Regions from separate parts of the Mus musculus genome. Here region 1 is linked to region 2. A link is a contact called in public HiChIP or PLAC-seq data. All regions are on one chromosome and are shown on one strand. The core of a region is the stretch at or near the end of the contact, and the rest is flanking DNA. Distances in the headings are between cores, read along the strand shown. Region 1 has its middle 260 kb from the start of Adgrl2. Region 2 has its middle 89 kb from the start of Gm29836.

The links. HiChIP or PLAC-seq counts read pairs in DNA pulled down with a chosen protein or histone mark.
Region 1: a contact with region 2 is called in a RAD21 HiChIP or PLAC-seq map of pro-B cells, with 4 times the contacts expected there. The contact joins two enhancer-like sites. A contact is called at or near these places in 1 of 15 datasets of contacts at CTCF or cohesin (pro-B cells) and 1 of 115 datasets of contacts at active chromatin or transcription factors (large pre-B cells).

The regions. Positions count from the first base shown.
Region 1 is chr3:148,693,342-148,697,154 of GRCm38.p6, reverse strand. No RefSeq gene overlaps it. Among named protein-coding and RNA genes, the nearest start is that of Adgrl2, 260 kb to the left of the region's middle. Within about 2 kb of position 1,499, at least 20 of the 459 cell types and tissues checked have an H3K27ac peak or open chromatin away from gene starts, as enhancers often do. A contact at or near this core is called in pro-B cells, where this site is marked.
Region 2 is chr3:148,247,114-148,250,963 of GRCm38.p6, reverse strand. No RefSeq gene overlaps it. Among named protein-coding and RNA genes, the nearest start is that of Gm29836, 89 kb to the left of the region's middle. Within about 2 kb of position 2,128, at least 52 of the 459 cell types and tissues checked have an H3K27ac peak or open chromatin away from gene starts, as enhancers often do. A contact at or near this core is called in pro-B cells, where this site is marked.

The DNA of each region.
Region 1 (3,813 bases), core at 250-2,749, 450 kb before region 2:
AAATATTATTAAGTCCTATCAAACATGGGTATATACTACTTAAGTCAGTACAATTATTATTCCTGTTTCCCATATAAAAATCTGAGGCTCAGAGTAGCTTATTATCACAGATCACACGGTTGCAATGCCAGAACTGAAGTACCCCACTAGTCCCCCACCTTTCTTAAACTTAATAATAAAATAAAAAACATTCCTCTGTACCTACTTTTAAATGCTAAAGTTTGGAGGGGAAACCAGGAACGGGGATCACATTTGAAATTTAAATAAAGAAAATACCTAATTTTTAAAAAAAGCTTAAAAAAAACCCTTGCATCCATGGCTGTATGCACACATTTCTCCTTCGTTACGCACAGCTGACTTAGCAGGAAGCTGTGCTCAGGGTGCGGCACAGTTGTTGCGGACAGGATGGCAGCTGTCAGACAGGTGTCAACAAGTGTGCATGTGTGAGCTTAACTGAGGTCCTCACTGGCATGAGTAGACAAGGGCAAACTTTTTGCCTTTCCTCCAAAAGCCATCAGACAATCCGAGGAAGGACCTCAAGGGAAGAATGGCTCTCAGGGGCTTGCAAGAAAATCCTTGGAAGCACTCGAGGAAGGCTGGCTCACCACTGCTTTTGATGACAGAGTTTGTGTCATACATCTTTTCCCCCTATGATTGTAGGGAAAATGGTAGCTCTGGGGGGCTCGATTCCACAGGTGGAAAAGTTTTCAACAAGCTTCTCCTAGTTTTTCATGTATTCTTTTAACTTATAAATTGAAAAATCCTCGTGTAGGTGGTAAAAATCCCCGTGTAAATATATCTGAAAAGACTTCCTTTCTATGTTTGAAAGTTCCCACTTCGAAGAAGCAGTCACTTGGAAGCTAAGACAGTGCTGATATACTATATAGTAATGGCAACTTCATGTGTTGAACTATTTCAGTTTGAAATATGTTGGGGTGGTGTGGAGCCATCTTAAATGATAAGACTTCAATAAAATGAAAAGCCAAGTTTGATCCTGTCAAGTCATGACCCCATCCTGGATGCACCACACCCAGGGCAATGATGGAAGCTGTCTCTTTACCACAAATTAGAAAATGTATGTGATAGATTTTAATTTTAATTCTGTGCATTTGTGTGGCCTTGGGTGACTCTCTCAGCCTCAATATCCCAACCTACAAAGGAAAGCTTACCCTATGTAATGCATTATATACCTTTAAGCTCTTGGATTGTGAACATTAGGGGGAAATATAACCTATTTTACCTATTATCTACTGTTTGCTTTTGGGTAACATGTCTGGTAAGATTTTTGCACACAGAATAAATGGGAAAAAAAAACAACTCCTACAACCTAACAACAAAAGGCAAACAAGAATAACACAAAGCAAAAACGAAAAACAGATACGGCGCCGAGACTGACCTTTCTCCAAAGAAGTTCAGCAGGTGTCCAGCCACACTTGAAAACACACTCAGCATCATTAGTCACTTCGAAAGTGCAATTGAAACCACAAGGAGGAACAGTGTGAATCAGTCCCTTGGTAAGACAGATGTAAGATGGTCACAGGACCTAGCAGGTGACAGTGAGTGTAGAGCCCTCAAGAGGTGGCCAGGGGGGCAGCCATGTGTCCAGAAGTGGGCCTGGCGGGCCATCAGGCAGTTCTCTGCTCAACTAATCTTGGAACTCCCAGAACTTGAAAAGATTCTTTTAAGTTGTTTACCATATAAGATAATGGACACACTCCTGACCCCGTATACACGTTAACATAATTGCACTCTGCTCATATTCTCTCTGTGATCACCATCTCTTGTTCTTCCCGATGTCCTCTCCCCACCCCGGTCTACTCCATCAGCCCATTAGTTCTTGTTTTATCCACTTCATCATTGAGTAATTTTACCTAATAAGAAGCCGATTTACTTGAATTTTAGTTTAAACCAAACCAGGGGTCTGTTTCTGTTCCACTGTGGAGAGGAACTAGTCGACCTTAGTAATTCCACAGACACTTGAAAACCATAATAGATAAATTCCATCCCTCTCTCCTTACTCAGGAAAATAGGCTTAAGTCCTTTAACATAGCCTTAAAGAGCAAAATTGCAACCCCACAGTGGCTCCTATTATACCAGCTCATTCTTTGGTTTCTCAACTTCCCAGAGGCCCCTTTAAGAGAGTCCTGACTTTTCTGAGCACTGACTTCTCTATTCTCTGAGGAGTCTTGGTGGGCCATAAAACAAGGCTGCTGGACTTCCTTCATTAAAGAACAGATGGTTTTCTGGGGGCAGGGGATTATTTCTCTCTTTGGAGAACCCTTATATAGAGCCAAGTTTTGCAACCATGAAGGAGGCATTTGAGGTCCTACTATCCTGTTAGGTATCTTGAAAAGATGGGCCAAGCAATTCTGTGGCCATGGTACCCAATGCTGTCTAGCAGTCCCTCATCCGATGCTAAGCTCTCTCTGAGGTGAGGACACTGCTTCATTTCCTTTTTGAATTCTGCAAGATAGGTCTTGTGAATTGTTTGTTGTAGGCTAATCAGAATCTCAATATTTACAACCAAAGAAAGCTAACTCGTGCAAGACCAGAATTTGTTCTTGCTTGTACTGGCTCTAGCTCATTGCCCACCAGCATCTTGATGACGGATGTGAAGAAGGCAGTAGAGCCCATGCAGGACACAGCATCGCCTGGCATCCAACTCTTTTAACTGCTGCCAAGTCTTTACAACAGAAATCAGGAATGGCTGCTATCTACTTTTTCCCCCCTCTGGATTTCCTGAAGCATATCACTCAATGCGATGGGCTTTGGCTTTGAAAGAAAAGACATCTCTAAATAGAATTTTGAAATTTTTATATCTACCTTCTGTCCATAATTACATGTAACTTACTCACTTCCTTGTCTGGTACCAACATGTAGAATTAAAAAAAAATGATCTAGGAAGAAAAGTAGTTAGTAGTTGATGGTATTCTATTTGCATAGGAAGGAGAACAAAATGTATGTCTTTTATGCTATAAAAACCCATTTATTATAAATAATATTTTGCATATTTTTTCACATGCTTACTATTATTATTTTAGTCACCCACTCATCGCTGGTGTTGCAATGATGCCAACACATAATATTACCTGTTTATTTTGAATATTTTAAATGTTATTTTTTTTTATATGAGGCTGCTTGTAGCCTAGACTGGCCTGAGAATCACTATATAGCTGAGGCTAGGCTGAAACTCTTGATCCTTCTGCTTCCACATCTTGAGTTTGGGATTCTAGGCATGCATAATGAGCCTTAGAACCATCAGCTATTTATTTGGCCATGTTGGAGATTGATCCTGAACCTAGGGGAGTGTTCTGCCATTAAGCTACATTCTCATCATCACAGGCTAATTAGATGAAAAGCAATACAGGGGTAAAGGGGGGAGCTCAACAGAAAGCAGCCCATTGGTACCTGAATCACCTATTTTGGGAACACTGACTCAGGGGTTTACAGACTTCACATGATGCTCACTTTTTACCTTGCTAGTTCCAAACCACTCCATCTTGCTTTTCTCTTCAGTGGCTTCTACTCAGGAGAAGCAGCCGGCTGATATATATTTTGGGTACTAGCAAAAGTGTGACAGCTAACATCACAATATTTTTCATTTCCCATAAGCTGTTCAACTTGGGCATTTTGTCACAGTATCAGAAAGCTGACTGGCACAGTGCTCTAGGAAACAACTAGAATCTGCCATTAGAAACTCCTAGGATGTCCCCTTTCTAATCTGTCTTTTTCCCAGTGTCATGTTTCTTGTGTCTACATATTAGATCCACTAGTTAAGGAAACTTGGGTGTATTAACCAATGTTTCATAAGTT
Region 2 (3,850 bases), core at 879-3,378:
GTCATTTGTGCATCCATGTATCTGTCCATGTATGAGTGTGTGCAGAGGCCCACAGGCGTCATAAGGAGGTTTCAGATTCTTGGAGCTGGAGTGACAGGATCTTGTGAGTTTCCTTGAATGAGGACAGGTATCCCGAGCTTTTGTCCCCACCGGCAAGAACAGACTTAGGACAACCGGAATCTTCTGCGGCAAAAAGCTTTATTGCTTATTTCTCAGGAGGAAGACCTCAACCCAGAAAATGGCGCTGCTTATATAGCCCGCAGCATGACATTTCAGCACCTGATGTGGCCTGACAGCTCCTGATTCGTTGCTCGCCCATCACCCCATTAGTACGCCCCGAGATGGGCAGTGACTAGGCGTGAGTTCACTCTTGCACTTGCTCGTAAGGCTTGTTTACTAGTTAGGTGCAGTGGAAGCCAGCGCCATCTTATAATGGCGATTGCTCACAGCACGGCTCTCCACAGACAGGAACTGAACTCATCTTTTGAAACATCAGCACTCACTCTTGCCTGCTGAGGCATCTCTCCTTCCTACACAGCTTCCTATCAATGAAACAAAGCGAATTTCTGGAAGAAAATTTTCAATTTTCCAGCATCAGTGTAGGGGGTAAATAAACTGTGTGGTGGGAAATTTAGATTACTTACTGGGAGATATTATAACCTAATCAAAATATTTAAAAGGACCACCTTTCTCCCTTCATCTATTATGTGTCATTACATATGATTTCAAAAAATTATGTTCTACAAGTCACTCAGTCTCACTTGGAATATCACAAGAGTTATTCGAACAACACACCCAATTTTTTATTAAAATGATTTCATCCTCCAATGGTAGATTATGTCCCTGGTGAGAAACCTGTCCATATTTCTACTAGTAGTCAATGTCAGCAGCAGACATATCTCTTATCTCTCCCAATATATTGGCACATAAATTATATATGTATATGTGTACATACACATACATGTATGTACATATGTGTGTGTGTAAAATTGTCAAAAAACAAACAATACAAATTGTCCAATGGTCCAATATTTATTTTACTTCACAATTTTAATCCCTTTTGCAATGAGACATCATGTAATAATTTAACATCTAGGCAGGCTCTCACAGAATGTCTGCAACCTGGTTTTCTCTTAGGGAATCAAAATGCATGGCACTTGGCTCTATAATTAAGACTGTTTGTAAGCCAGATAAAGAAGAAGCTGTAAATAAAAAAAAATACTCTACTTTATTAAACCTGGAGCCAAAATCAGACTTTCATTTATCAAACATTGAAATTGTTACCTAATTTTTATTACATCAATGTACAATTTACCAAATAAGACCAGCCTTAATTTGTCTAATTATATAATATACATTTGATAAAACGTATGTATATTTAATAAAACAAATGTAGAATGTGTGTTAATGCCTGTGGAAGCCAAATCAGGATGCTGGATCCCCTGGAAGTAGACTAAGAAGTGGTTGTGACCCACCATATGGGTGATGGAAATCCCCTGCAAGAGCAGGAAATTACTTACCTGCTGAGCCATCAATCTAGCTCCCAGTATTTTTAAACTAATAAGAACTTATTTTATTTGAGACATCTTTTCATATAACACAGGCTGGCATCCAACTCACTGTGTAGCAACCTCTTGATTTTTCTGATTCTACCTCCCCAGTGCTAAGATTACTGGCCATGTCCTACTCTTTTCCACTTACCAGGCCTTTCCACAGCTCATTTATTGGATACCTACACATTATACTTATGAAAAAGACTATGAATTACTCAGTAACCTGCAAAGCTACTGGTAAATATCAATAATAATTTGGTGAGAGGTTTTGTTTATACATCTTATTTTCTCTATGTAAGTTTCATTTTGGAAATGATTCTGATTGTTTTCCTTTGTCCATATTTTGCATGAGTCTTTGCATGTGCATTTAGTGATCTATAACTGATAACCTCAAAACTCAGTGTCATGAACAATTATGAATGCTTTCTCAAAGTCTCTGCAGTCAAGAATCCTTACCAGGAGTCTGTATGACTGCATCTCTCATGAGGCTGCAGCTGACACTAGAGCCAAGACTGCAGTCATTTGGCAACTTCCTCAGGCAAGAAGATCTGCTCCCAGGATGGCCAACTGACAGGGCCATTGGCAGGAAATCTCACTTCCTCACTAGTGGTTGGCAGGAGGCCTCCATTCCTCCCTGTGTGGGCCTCTGAGGCTGTTCAAGAGTCCTCATGGCAAGACATCTGGCTTCCAGGCTTCCATCAGAGAGTATCAAAAGAGAAAGTGTGAGAGACAGAGAGACTGGAAGTCACCGTTGCCAGCAGGACAAAACCCAGAAGTCAGACATTGTCATTTGAGTCTTGTCTTTCTGGTTATAAAACTCACCCCTCTTCCACACGGCACCAGTCTTCCACATGGTTAACTCTCTTGAGTCACAGAGAATAGTTGGCTAGCTAGAAGGTAGGCTACCAGCCTTTACTAGCATTTAAGACATAATGTAGTATGCTGGTAGTAAGGGCTGTTTTTGTTTTCCAGGAAATGGCTTCTTCACCCACAGCTAGAATCTCATGAAGGTGAACACGTGTCACTCCTAGTTGAAGAGAGCCTCAGATGCTGTCAGTAGATCCTTCTTCCTAAAGCAACCAGAAACTTCTTTTTCATGATGTCCTACTCTCTGCACTCCAATTCCTCTCATGACTTTCCAGAACCTCTGCTTTATCCTCCAAGCACATTGCTGCAGAGGGCTACCAAAGAGGAGATGCTGTGCTCTTGTCCTTATAGGTTGTGGCATTCGAACACACTCCTGGTCAGTACTTAGGAGACAGAGACAGGGAGAGGGAGAGGGACAGGGACAGGGACATTGACAGGAACAGGGTGAAGGACAGGGACAGGGAGAGGGACGGGGACAGGGAAAGGGACAGGGACAGGGAGAGGAACTGGGACAGGGACAGGAACAGGGAGAAGGACAGGGACAGGGAGAGGGACAGGGACAGGGAGAGGGAGAGGGACTGGGACAGGGACAGGGACAGGGAGAGAGAAAGATGTTGCCTCATATCACTTTCCTTCCCATTCTAACATTATCAAAAACAATGAAATAAATAAAAAGGAGGGATATCTATGTGTATATAAAACCTAACATCTGCATGTAGGTGTTTTATGGATGTATTCAGTAAAATTATAAATAATATCTAAATATTATGAGTCAGCATGATTTGACACTTGTTCTTAGAAGAGAGAAAATACCATCACTCTGCTGCTTTTAAATCTTGGAGGATAACGTGAAGGATGGGGAAGCAAGCGAGTATAGAGATGGCAGTGAGGACAGATTTCCCTTTAATCCATGCTTCATCATTAGCTTCACAGTACACTTACTGGACAACCATTATGCACAAGGAATCAGAAACTGGTATCACGATATCTGGTGCCAATCTATCAACTTTGATCCCACTGACATAGATTTTTAAAAAAATGAATATTTGTGTTTACTCTTGCAGGGAGATCTAATGGGGTGGAAATAGACCCCATTATGAATTATAACTGTAGATTCCAGAGATGTACCTGATTGGAGAAAGGGCTTCACTAAGCATCAGTATAGAGTCCTGAGTCCTTCAGTTGGAGCCTCAGTAAGGCCAATCTTTGAGTTTCTAAGTTATCATTTCTGTTGATTTCCTTTATGCTTCTAACCTGGACTCTCTGCTATCGAATGCCGATTTGCTGCTGTAATAAAGCACCATGACAAAAAGAAACATAAAGAAGAAAGAGTCTACTTGAGATCCCTATTCCAGTGGGGCTTCCATGATGGTGGGTGAGACATGGCCCAGTGGGAGGATCAGAAAGCAGAGAGATCACATTTCACCAGC